Linked DNA regions of Triticum aestivum: region 1 is linked to region 2. The links are chromatin contacts, called in public Hi-C maps. All regions are on one chromosome and are shown on one strand. Each heading gives the region's core, a stretch centred on a gene start, on an enhancer-like site or on the middle of the called end of the contact. The rest is flanking DNA. Distances are from core to core; before and after follow the strand shown.

The links. Hi-C and Micro-C count contacts between places; a contact is called where the count stands out from the background.
Region 1: a contact with region 2 is called in a Hi-C map of leaf, with 8 times the contacts expected there. The contact joins the promoter of LOC123123437 here to the promoter of LOC123125943 in region 2. A contact is called at or near these places in 3 of 5 Hi-C or Micro-C datasets (all in leaf).

The regions. Positions count from the first base shown.
Region 1 is chr5D:523,304,523-523,309,183 of IWGSC CS RefSeq v2.1, forward strand. LOC123123437 (B2 protein) reads right to left here and starts at 2,652. Exons shown (of 4, transcript XM_044543939.1): 1 at 1,826-2,652; 2 at 1,578-1,678; 3 at 1,403-1,486; 4 at 150-656. The coding sequence starts at 2,546. The coding sequence ends at 504.
Region 2 is chr5D:523,064,560-523,069,749 of IWGSC CS RefSeq v2.1, forward strand. LOC123125943 reads right to left here and starts at 1,360. Exons shown (of 1, transcript XM_044546382.1): 1 at 655-1,360. The coding sequence starts at 1,243. The coding sequence ends at 839.

The DNA of each region.
Region 1 (4,661 bases), core at 1,402-3,901, 240 kb after region 2:
CTTCGGCTCCTGTCATCAGGCCAGCCCAGTCACGGTTCCCTGTGCGCGCTCTATTGGACGCGCCTTGAACCCGGCGGGCGAGGTGCAGATGCACCACACTAGCTCACCAAGCATTGCTCGGTTTTCGAAATTTCCAATCTATCAACAAATTCAGTAAAAAGGATGATTTATTCTGCTAAGGTACACAACAGGAGAAACATCTTAAAGTCTCAGTATTATACATACATACATACATACATAGCCGTGACAATAGATTAGTAATGTTCACGAGGGCTCATCTTGTGCAGCCATCACCACGCATGATACGACAACGGGGGGCGCATAATTCATAGCCCGCGAGATGGAAAACCCAATACATAAAACTCACGTATATATCACCATTGCATTAATTGATAATGATATTAATCGTATGTATGTATATATGCTCCGATCGATCTTATTGCGCTGTTCCTTCCTCAACAGTCCCTCCCTGATCAGCATTGAGCATGCAGCAGTAGGCAGCCTCAATCGTCCTTGTCTTCAAATATATCGAGAAGGGAGAGAGCCTCGGTGATGCTGAGCTCCAGCCGGAACTTGGGCCCGTCGTAGTGGTGCAGGATCGGGCGGAAGGCGTCCTCCTCCAGCGGGTCGCAGATCTTCCTTGTAGCCACCCGCACCTGAATTCATCGACCGTCGCAAATTAATTAGCAAGACATACAGAAAGATTAAGTACAGTACTCCAAGTTAGGATTGTTCATCCCTAAATTTGTTTAGATGCAAAAGACCAGTAGAAGATTCGGTGTTGTTAATTTAAGGCATTAAGTATTGTACATCTAAGTCATATGTCATTGATTTTACGTGAAGAATCGTGCAAACATTTCCTTTTTCTTTTTCTTTTTCTTCCTAGTTTAACTGAGTCACTTAGATGTGCATTGTAACTTCAGATACTTTAAGCTAGTGATCTTGTTTGGGTCCCTAAAGCGAAAAAGTAATCATGTTTGAGCCCATTAAAAAAAGTGATCTTGTTTGAGTCACCCTCTAGAAGAACCGACCGAGCGTGCGTTGACAAGTGTGCTTGTTCTAGAAGAACAGGTGGTTGGCCTAGGATTGACCGGCCAGCCTAATCTGAGGTGAGGTTGTTGGACAGTCACTAGCAAAAAGTTATGCCCACGATCTACTAGGTTCCAACTAAACAAGACAACAACATCCATCCGTTCAATAAATATAAACTAATTGATTGCTTGCTTTTACTCGTCATTGATCTGATCTGATCTGATCTCCTTCCGGTTCAAGCTAGCCTTGCAATTGGCTCGCCAGTAGTAGATATCTCTAGCTAACTTGTGTTCGTAGAATTATATTGATATCAACTTAATAAGTAGCTTAGCAGCGCTCTGCCATGGCGAGTGAAGGTGAAGGTACAAACCTGTGCAGGGAAGCGAGACTCGCCGTTGCACTTCTTGTCCTCCCACGCCGCCGGGTCGATGTTCGCTCCGCCAAAGCTCGCAGCCTGTGCATGCGATTCAGTCAATTCAAAACTTATTTGTCATCAAATTGCAAACAAGAGAGCAAATTAATTTGATCATTCTGATTAATTTTACCTCGAAGATGCCGTGGAGCTGATGGGTGGAGTAGTTGTAGAGGAAGAGGGGCAGCCCCGGCCTGATCGCCCTCACTGAATCTCTGTATCTGGATGGCAACCCTGCAAATCAAAGCAACCAAACCGTTCGTCACTAGATCTGAGCTGATTAAATTAGTTTAAGAGATGACTTGATTTTCTCCTGAGGATCAGGTATAACTAATTTAATCAGAAGTTAAAAGAAAAATTAAAGAGAAAAATCTTGCATACCGAAGAGCTGCCTCTTGAGGTTCTCCTCCATGGTGTCGTTGTTGCAGACGAAGATGTAGCCGCCGATGGGCTCGTTCCGGGGCAGCGCCTCGGACGCCGGCAGCGTCTTGAACCGCTTCTCCGAGGCCGCGCCATGGTTGTTGTCCCCTCGCTCGTTCTTGGCGTGCTTCTTCTTGCCGTCGGCAGCGCCCTTCTTGCCGCCGTAGCCGCTGAAGTTGTTGTTGCTGCTGTTGTTGCTGGCCGGCCTGCCGATGGACTTGTTGAAGTAGCTCTTCACCCCGTCGTTGCCGCCGTTGAAGTTGCCGTAGCCCCCGCCGCCGGCAGCCATCTTGTTGAGCCCGAAGCCGTTGTTGGTGGCGTTGTTGGGCTTGGCACCGTATAGGCCGTTGGCGTTGCCGTAGGGCTTGGCGTTGGCGTCGGCGGCGGCGGGGAGGCTGACGTTGTTGTAGCGGTCGGCCTTGCTGGTGGTGGTGGCGCCGAAGGCGAGCTTGCCGGACCCGATGAGGCCGGGCCCGTTGAGGCCGTTGCCGTTCATCTTGGCGGCGTTGTTGTTGTCGGGCGCCGGGGAGGGGGAGAAGAGGTCGGCGTTGCGGGCGCGGGGGGCGGCGTCGGCGGGGGACCAGATGGAGTCGCCGAGGGAGAGGCCGGAGAAGCTGGCCGTCTGGAGCCGCAGCTGGTCGCCGAACTGCCAGAACTCGCGGTCGTAGCCCTCCATCGCCATGATACGATCTCCGCCGGCTGCTGCTGCTGCGAGTCGAGCTGCGTGGGTTGCGGGATGGAAAGGAAAATGGAGGCCGTGGGCGGGGCGGAGGGGCTACTTTTATCGGCCGCGGGAGACTGGCGGTGCTGGGTGCGATCTGGTTGGTTGGTGGGGTGGCCGATCAAGTTGGATTGCTTCCACTGGAAGTAGCTTCGACTGGACCTAGTCGTCTGCTCTCCTGTGATGTTGTCAATTGTCGCCGTGTCCGGTGGGTCACGCAGGCACTCGGACGTGGCCGTGTCGTCGGGGGAAGCTTCGCGGAAGGCGCGCAAACCGCGTCCGGCGATTCATCCCATCGGGGCCGCGATGAGGGCGACGGGGATTCAATGTTTCGGTGGGATGGGAGGAGACGTGGAGGCCCCGGCCCGCCCACGCGGCTTTTTTTGACTCGCTGCTCCAGTTAACTTTCCTTTCTTTTTTGAATCCGGGTTATCTTCTAGAACATGGGATAGCTTTGCTTCTACTCGTGCCAACTTTTCCCACCAAATTTCTCACTGCTTCAGCGCTAGACTCAAAACTTAGGGCTCCTTTGATTCAAAGGAATTTTATAGAATTTCTGAAGAATTAAAATCCTTACAACTTTTTTCATATGTTGGTCCTTTGATTTTTTTGTTTTTGCGGGGGGTTGGTCCTTTGATTCACATGACTGAATCCCATAGGAATTTTTTTCTATGAAATCTTTTGTACTACATTTCATGGGAATCTAACATCCACTCCAACCTTTTTTAACAATTCCTTTATTTTTCCTGTGCCATCAAACACTCATTGCTATTTCTATAGGATTCAAGTGGGCATGCCACTCCAATCCTATACTTTATCTATTCCTACGTTTTTAAAATCCTACGAATCAAAGAGGCCCTTAGTGATAACACACAAAGCTCATACGATGGTAACTCCCCTGGGTGTGGTAGGAAACATTTGTATGTTGTGTGTGTGTGTGTGTGTGTGTGTCTGTAGAGATAAACTGTAGTTTTATCGTTTATGCCTCGTTGCCACTAGTTGTGTCCCATTACTTAGTTTTGCCAATAGGAATTTTAACTGCTTAAAAATGTCATCGCTTCGTTAGGCGCCAGCTAAAAAATGCCACTGGACACCATTACTGTCAGCTCAAATTTCGTTTGTCATGTTATAGTGACATAAATACCTATAGACCAACATGTCAGCTCTCCTTCTATCTCACTGCAATAAAATGTGGGTTCCACTTGATCCCAACAGCGTTCTTATTTTCCTGTATTTTTTTCGTTTGCTTACTCTTTACAAGTGGGGCCCACACTTAGCATTGTGAGATGGAGAGAACTGACATGTGGGTTTAGGGGTATTTTTGTCTAAAAATAACGATGTCTGATGACACTTTTGGGCAAACATCTAACGGAATGACGGCGTTTTTGAGTAAGCATCTCATCAAACGATGGCATTTTTTAACAGATGTAACTTCTAATGGTAAAATTGAGTAGTGGGACACAACTAGTGACATGAATGATAAAAAAACCTGAAACAAATGCTTATTTGTGTAGCTAACTCATTTTTGTGATGTCGCTAGACATCACAAATTACAAATAGCATCACATTGGCTCTAGACTTTTTCTGATTTTCTACTGAACTGTATGATGAACAATAACGACCTCGGATTTTAGCCCTGAACTCTTCCGAGTCAATGGGAGCTGCTCTCAATACCGGTCCTGAATATTAGAAAGCAATTCACTTTATATGCTTATTATCAAGCTTTTTCATGCCCATCATTTGTTCAAATAACGAATGTGCAGCTAGCACGCAAGCAGACATGCACATGTACTCTCCATTAAGCTTGGGGAGGCTTCTCCAATTAATTAATGCTTTGCCTAATCATCCCCTTAAAAAATTGAATACTTGATATCTTTTATAATGGACTAACAAATGCTTCTAGGGACTTCCTAGATTGTTGTGCTAGTTGTGTTTTTAGGGAACGAATTGTTGAAAAGGCTGAATAACTATTGAATAATATATTGAGAAATGTCAATGACTGGACACTTCCTGAACCACCACCTAAACCAACTCCGAAGAAGAGAGGTATTCAATTCCTCAGTCCATAAGATATGC
Region 2 (5,190 bases), core at 110-2,609:
TAGTTCGGCAGAGCGGGTCACAGTTGACTTGTATGACTTTGGTTGTTGTGTTGATGTGATGTTTGTCAAGCCGTCGCCGAGAGTGGTTGTGGGCTTGTAATGTCGTTGTTCGAGTGGACATGGCTCTGTTTGTATCAGTTTTTGCCCAGTTTCCCGTGATTAACTAGGCAACAACCATCTTCTAATTAATGAAAGGGGCGAAACTTTTGCCTTGTGTTTCGAAAACACCTCTCCACTAATAAAAATTGATATTGGAGTAGTCCAATAGTACCCTATTGCACATGGAACATGGAGCTGTAAAATAAAAAAACAAATTAAAAATCTCATTCTTTTAGGAAACACTGACAAATGCTTTGATAGCTTGCAAAGTTTGAACATCGCATGTCATTCATGAAAAACATGGCAAAAGAAATCAATGCTCCAAAAGTTTTATTTTCAAAAGCATTTTGAAGCATCATCTTTTTGCCATGTCTTCCACGAATGTCATTTCGTGATGAAACTTTGCAAGCAATGAAAACATTTGTCGATGTTTATACTAGTACAAAATAAATTCAGATTTTTTTTTCAATTTTACTGTTCACTTGAGCTCAGGTGAGATCGACATCGAGCCGAGACAAACACTTTTGAATTATTGAGAAACAGCTAGAGACGACACGGACAACTTGCATAAGGATAGAATGTAAAGCAGAAGTCAATTGTTTTTAAAGAAGAACATAGCAAAAGTGATCCACGTGGTGTCCATAATTAATCGCTCGTGTTGTTTAACGATGACGCCAGCATGTACCTACTAGTACAAACACACAAGTTGCAACGTCGGCAGTTTAAAAAGACACGACGACTAGGCGGGACGCCGGCGGTGGCTTTTCCTGAGCCCAAGCACGCCGAGCAGCGCCCTCACGATGCCACCCGCCGCCGCCGTCCACGACGACCTCCTCCCCTTCCGCTGGAACCGCGAGTGGTATGACGGCGGCGGCGAGAGGGGCGGAAGCAGCATCGCCGCCCCACCGCTCGATGTGGTGGTGGAGATGGGCGACTCCGGGGAGACGGCGTCCGCGTCCCTCTTTGGCGTGCCGGGCGCGGACTCCCAGAGGAACGGCACGGCGCCGGCGCGCAGGCTGTAGTACACCCTGAAGGACGCGTTCGTGAGGCTCGACCGCTCACTCAGCGACGCCGCCCTGCCGTAGCCGCCGCAGCCTCTCTCGGTGGCGGTCGGCCGGAGCGCGGGCTGCTGCTTCGAGCCCATCCCTGCTCTGCTGCAGAGGGCCTGTCCCGTGGCGTTTTATAGTACGTAGCGTGGCTTTGGCTTTGCTCTGGACTGGAGCTGCTGGAAGGACCCAGCGGTACAACAATGGATCGGAGAGCTTGGGTTTAATAATGGAGTGCGGTACTACGAGAGTGTGATTTGCAAGCCTCGGTTTTATTGACGACTGACCACAAGCCTGCATCCACTAATAATGACCAGCTGACGCTGCACCGTCAGATTGGTCATGCTTAATTTGTTTCTTGAAGCTTTACTGCTTAACCATCACGATTTATTTCTCCAGTTCACTTCTGTGTAGTACTACTGTACCACTTACTTTCTGACAATGCACCTCACCTAAAGCACAGCAAATTAAATGGATTGAAAAGAGACAGGTGAATCAATCGCCCAACTGACCAAGTGAAAGCCACCCGGCCGGACCAAGTCGTAAAGAGCAGGAATTTGTACCTAGTAGCTCGCCCGAAGCTTTTGTCTGATGCTGAACTTGCTGCCCGTGCCATGAATCGTTCTGATCCAAGTGGAAGAGAGGTACCGTCTCTAGTGCACTTGAGACGTGACCACCTCCCTCCAGTTGTTACTACTTGTTAGTCAATGCTGCAGCAGGTTAGGTTAGCTAACCTTTACTTGAATGTCAAGATCTCCAAAACTAATTACAATATATGTGCCTAATTATCTCATCTCGTTTCGACAGGGATTCTGGAACATAAATAGATTCGTGTTGTTTGACTTTCCAACAGCTCATAGCAAATAAAACATGGCATATTTTAGCTATCAAACAAACAAGCATTCTAGCACACTTCTTGTTAATAAGAACATAAAAAGACAATGTAAAATATTGCTTCGATTGACAATCATGAACCAACTAAACACCTTTTGTCTGACTGTAATTCTGAAATATTTCTAAGATTGTTGGGGCTGCACAACAACAATAAGATGCACCAGGACATGATAAATGTGCACACCACAACCACTACCAAATTGTAATGAACTTCATGTAGAGCTTCAATCAACAAGAAAACAGTGGGATAATAAAATAACATGCACACATGCGATTTATGTTAGAGAGCCTTGAGACGAGGAGTAAAAAACCAACGGATCAACCATTCCACTTCTTCCACTATAACAAAGTAATGGGTACAATCTCTAGAATCTCTAGACAACGACAACAATAACAATAATCGCCTGAAGCTTTGTACGTATCAGCAATGTAGTCGCCTGAAGTTTTGTCTGACGCTGATCTTGCTGCCCATGCCATGAATTATTCCTGCTCAAAATGGCAAGAGGAGTACCGTTTTCTCGCGCGCTTGACTACCTCTCTCACAGTGTTACTTGTTAGTCAATGACACAACAGGTTAGGTTATCTAACCTAGTATATTTGATTGATTGATTGATTGCTACAAGTAATGGTTAAGTTAATCAAGGAACCTCCAACTCCAAACCATGAATCAACACCCAACAAATCGGGGCCTTTACTTGAATGTAAAAATCTCCAAAAACTAAACCATGGAATAATTAAACGACGGCGAGTCTAGGCGGCATGGTGCAGCGCAGTCTCGGCGTTGGACACCGTTTTATGGGCGCGCGCATGAGGGTGACACGGTCTGGCGCCGTGGTGGCATCGACGACAAAAGGGTCTGGCAAATTAATGCACCGATCACGCCTGAAGATGGGACAACGACAGATTCTAGAGCATGCACATCGCTTGGTTCTCCTAGCTACTCGGCGGGCGGCCTGGTGAGGCCACCGGTTTTCATGGTGTGTGTGTGTCAACAAGAAGTCTGAACTCATCATCAACCTTGTTGGTAGGGCGACAATTTTTGTCAGGAAGGTGACTTTGAGCCGATTCATGTATTTATTTTGTAAGACTTTGTTGAAAAATATAATAAAGATGGTTGTGTGCATCGCTAGTTGCAGAGGCCAGGAGTTATCCTTCTTTTTGAAAAAAAACATTAAGAGCGTGATGCACCATTCCATCCAAAAACAGATATGCACAACACAACCCCCTCAATTTGTAGTAAAATTTTAAAAGAGAGCTTTAACCAACAAATAAGCAACTAAAACACAAAATAACATGCACATGTGATTTATGTAGAAAAATTTCCTTGAGAGAGATGAGGTGTAAAAACCTCAAGGCCAACTTGTCCACTTCATATCCAGAAAACAACAACAACCACAACTCTTTCAACAATCTGCTAGCTTGACAGAACAATGACCATACCAACTAATAAGAGGCATGATAAGCAGTTAGTCAAAAATGACACGGTTTGTGTCTCGTTCGGTAATCATTTTATCTCACAAACCACAAATCCAAACAGCAAAAAATTGGTAGGCTAGCAGATCCACAAGTTCTCAGCAAACTTTCAAAATTTCACCTTATCGGAAGCCGTTTTACTACCAAAACCAGCTTCTACCAAAATCGCTTCGTGCGGAAACTATAGCGGCTCGAACTGACAAACTCCCTCTCAAATTTGATGTTCCGAATAACCAAAGCTCAAACAAGCCAACCAGATCCGAGCAAACATTATAATTGTAGGACGAGCTCACCAAGTTTGGAACCAACCACCTTTGACCCTCTAATCACCAGCTTGAAAACAGTCGGTCCAAAGCTACCAAATGTGGACATATTCATTTATCTTTCTTCTTCTTCTCTTTCTATTGGGTTGTGGTGTTCTTTTGTGTTGTTCCCCCTCTCACAATGATGGTCCCACCTAAGGTGTGACCTGCTAGGTTTTCTTCTTCTTTATCTCTCATTTCTCAAGGACGCATGTTAGCCATTGCATTGAGTTGAGATCAACATCCCACGTTTCATGGACCTATGGGCTACAATTACTTTGCCAGGACACCTCATGTGATGGATTTGGCCCAAGAAACTCCCCTCTTAACATCCTATGGTCATACGCCAGGGCATTCCCTATTCGGCGCTTCAGTCACCGGTTACAGTGCAAACTGTAAACCACGCACACCCCTCCTCCACTTGCGCTCGACCCATTTTGTTTCCCTTCTTCGACCACGCAGACTGAGCGAACATCCTTCGTGGCTCTGTTTTCATTTTTTCAGAACGACCCAACAGATTTGATGAAGCTTCTATAAGCTTCCAACCGGTTCGGGGAAGCTTTTGAAAGTTTTTTCTTCTTTCTTTTTCATAGGTTTCTGAACGGTTTTCATTTATTTTTTCTCTTTCTTTACTTTTTCTAAAATTTGATTTTTTTTCAAAATCAATGACATTGTTTCAAATCCGTGAACCTTTTTTTTTTAAAATTCATGATTTGTTTTCAAAATCGATGAACTTTTTTCAATTTTGATGAATTTTTTCCCCAAATTGATGAGCTTTTCTCGAATCCGTGAGTTTTTTTTTCCAAAATCCATAAAAAAAATCCAAATTTGTGAACTTTTTCTCAAAATTTATGAACTTCTTCTAAAATCGATGAACTTTTTTCAAAAATTGTTGAATTTTTTTCAAAATTGTAAACTTTTCTTCCAAAATGGTGAACTTTTTCAAATTCCGAAACTTTTTTTTTAAGATTTGTACTCCCTTCGATCCATATTACTTGTCTTAGATTTGTCTAGATATAGATGTATGTGGACACGTTAGTGGTAGATACATACATATGTATACAAATTTGAGACAAGTAATATGGATTGGAGGGAGTAATTTTTTTGAATTGACGAACTTTTTCATGAATTTATGTTTTTTGTGAACTTTTATGTAAAAGTTCACAGTCAACAACCTGGCCAGTGGTCCATGGTCGTGGTCAAAGATCAACCAACAACCTTTTTTTAGACAGGTCAAGCAGCGACCGGGGATCGAGCGACCGTACATCGAGCGAGCAACCATGTATACAACTTTCATCCATGTATGGGACCTATACATCGCCTGGTTTGCTCCGCGACAGTACAAGGCCGGCCCATTTCTGCGCGCGTAGGTTTGC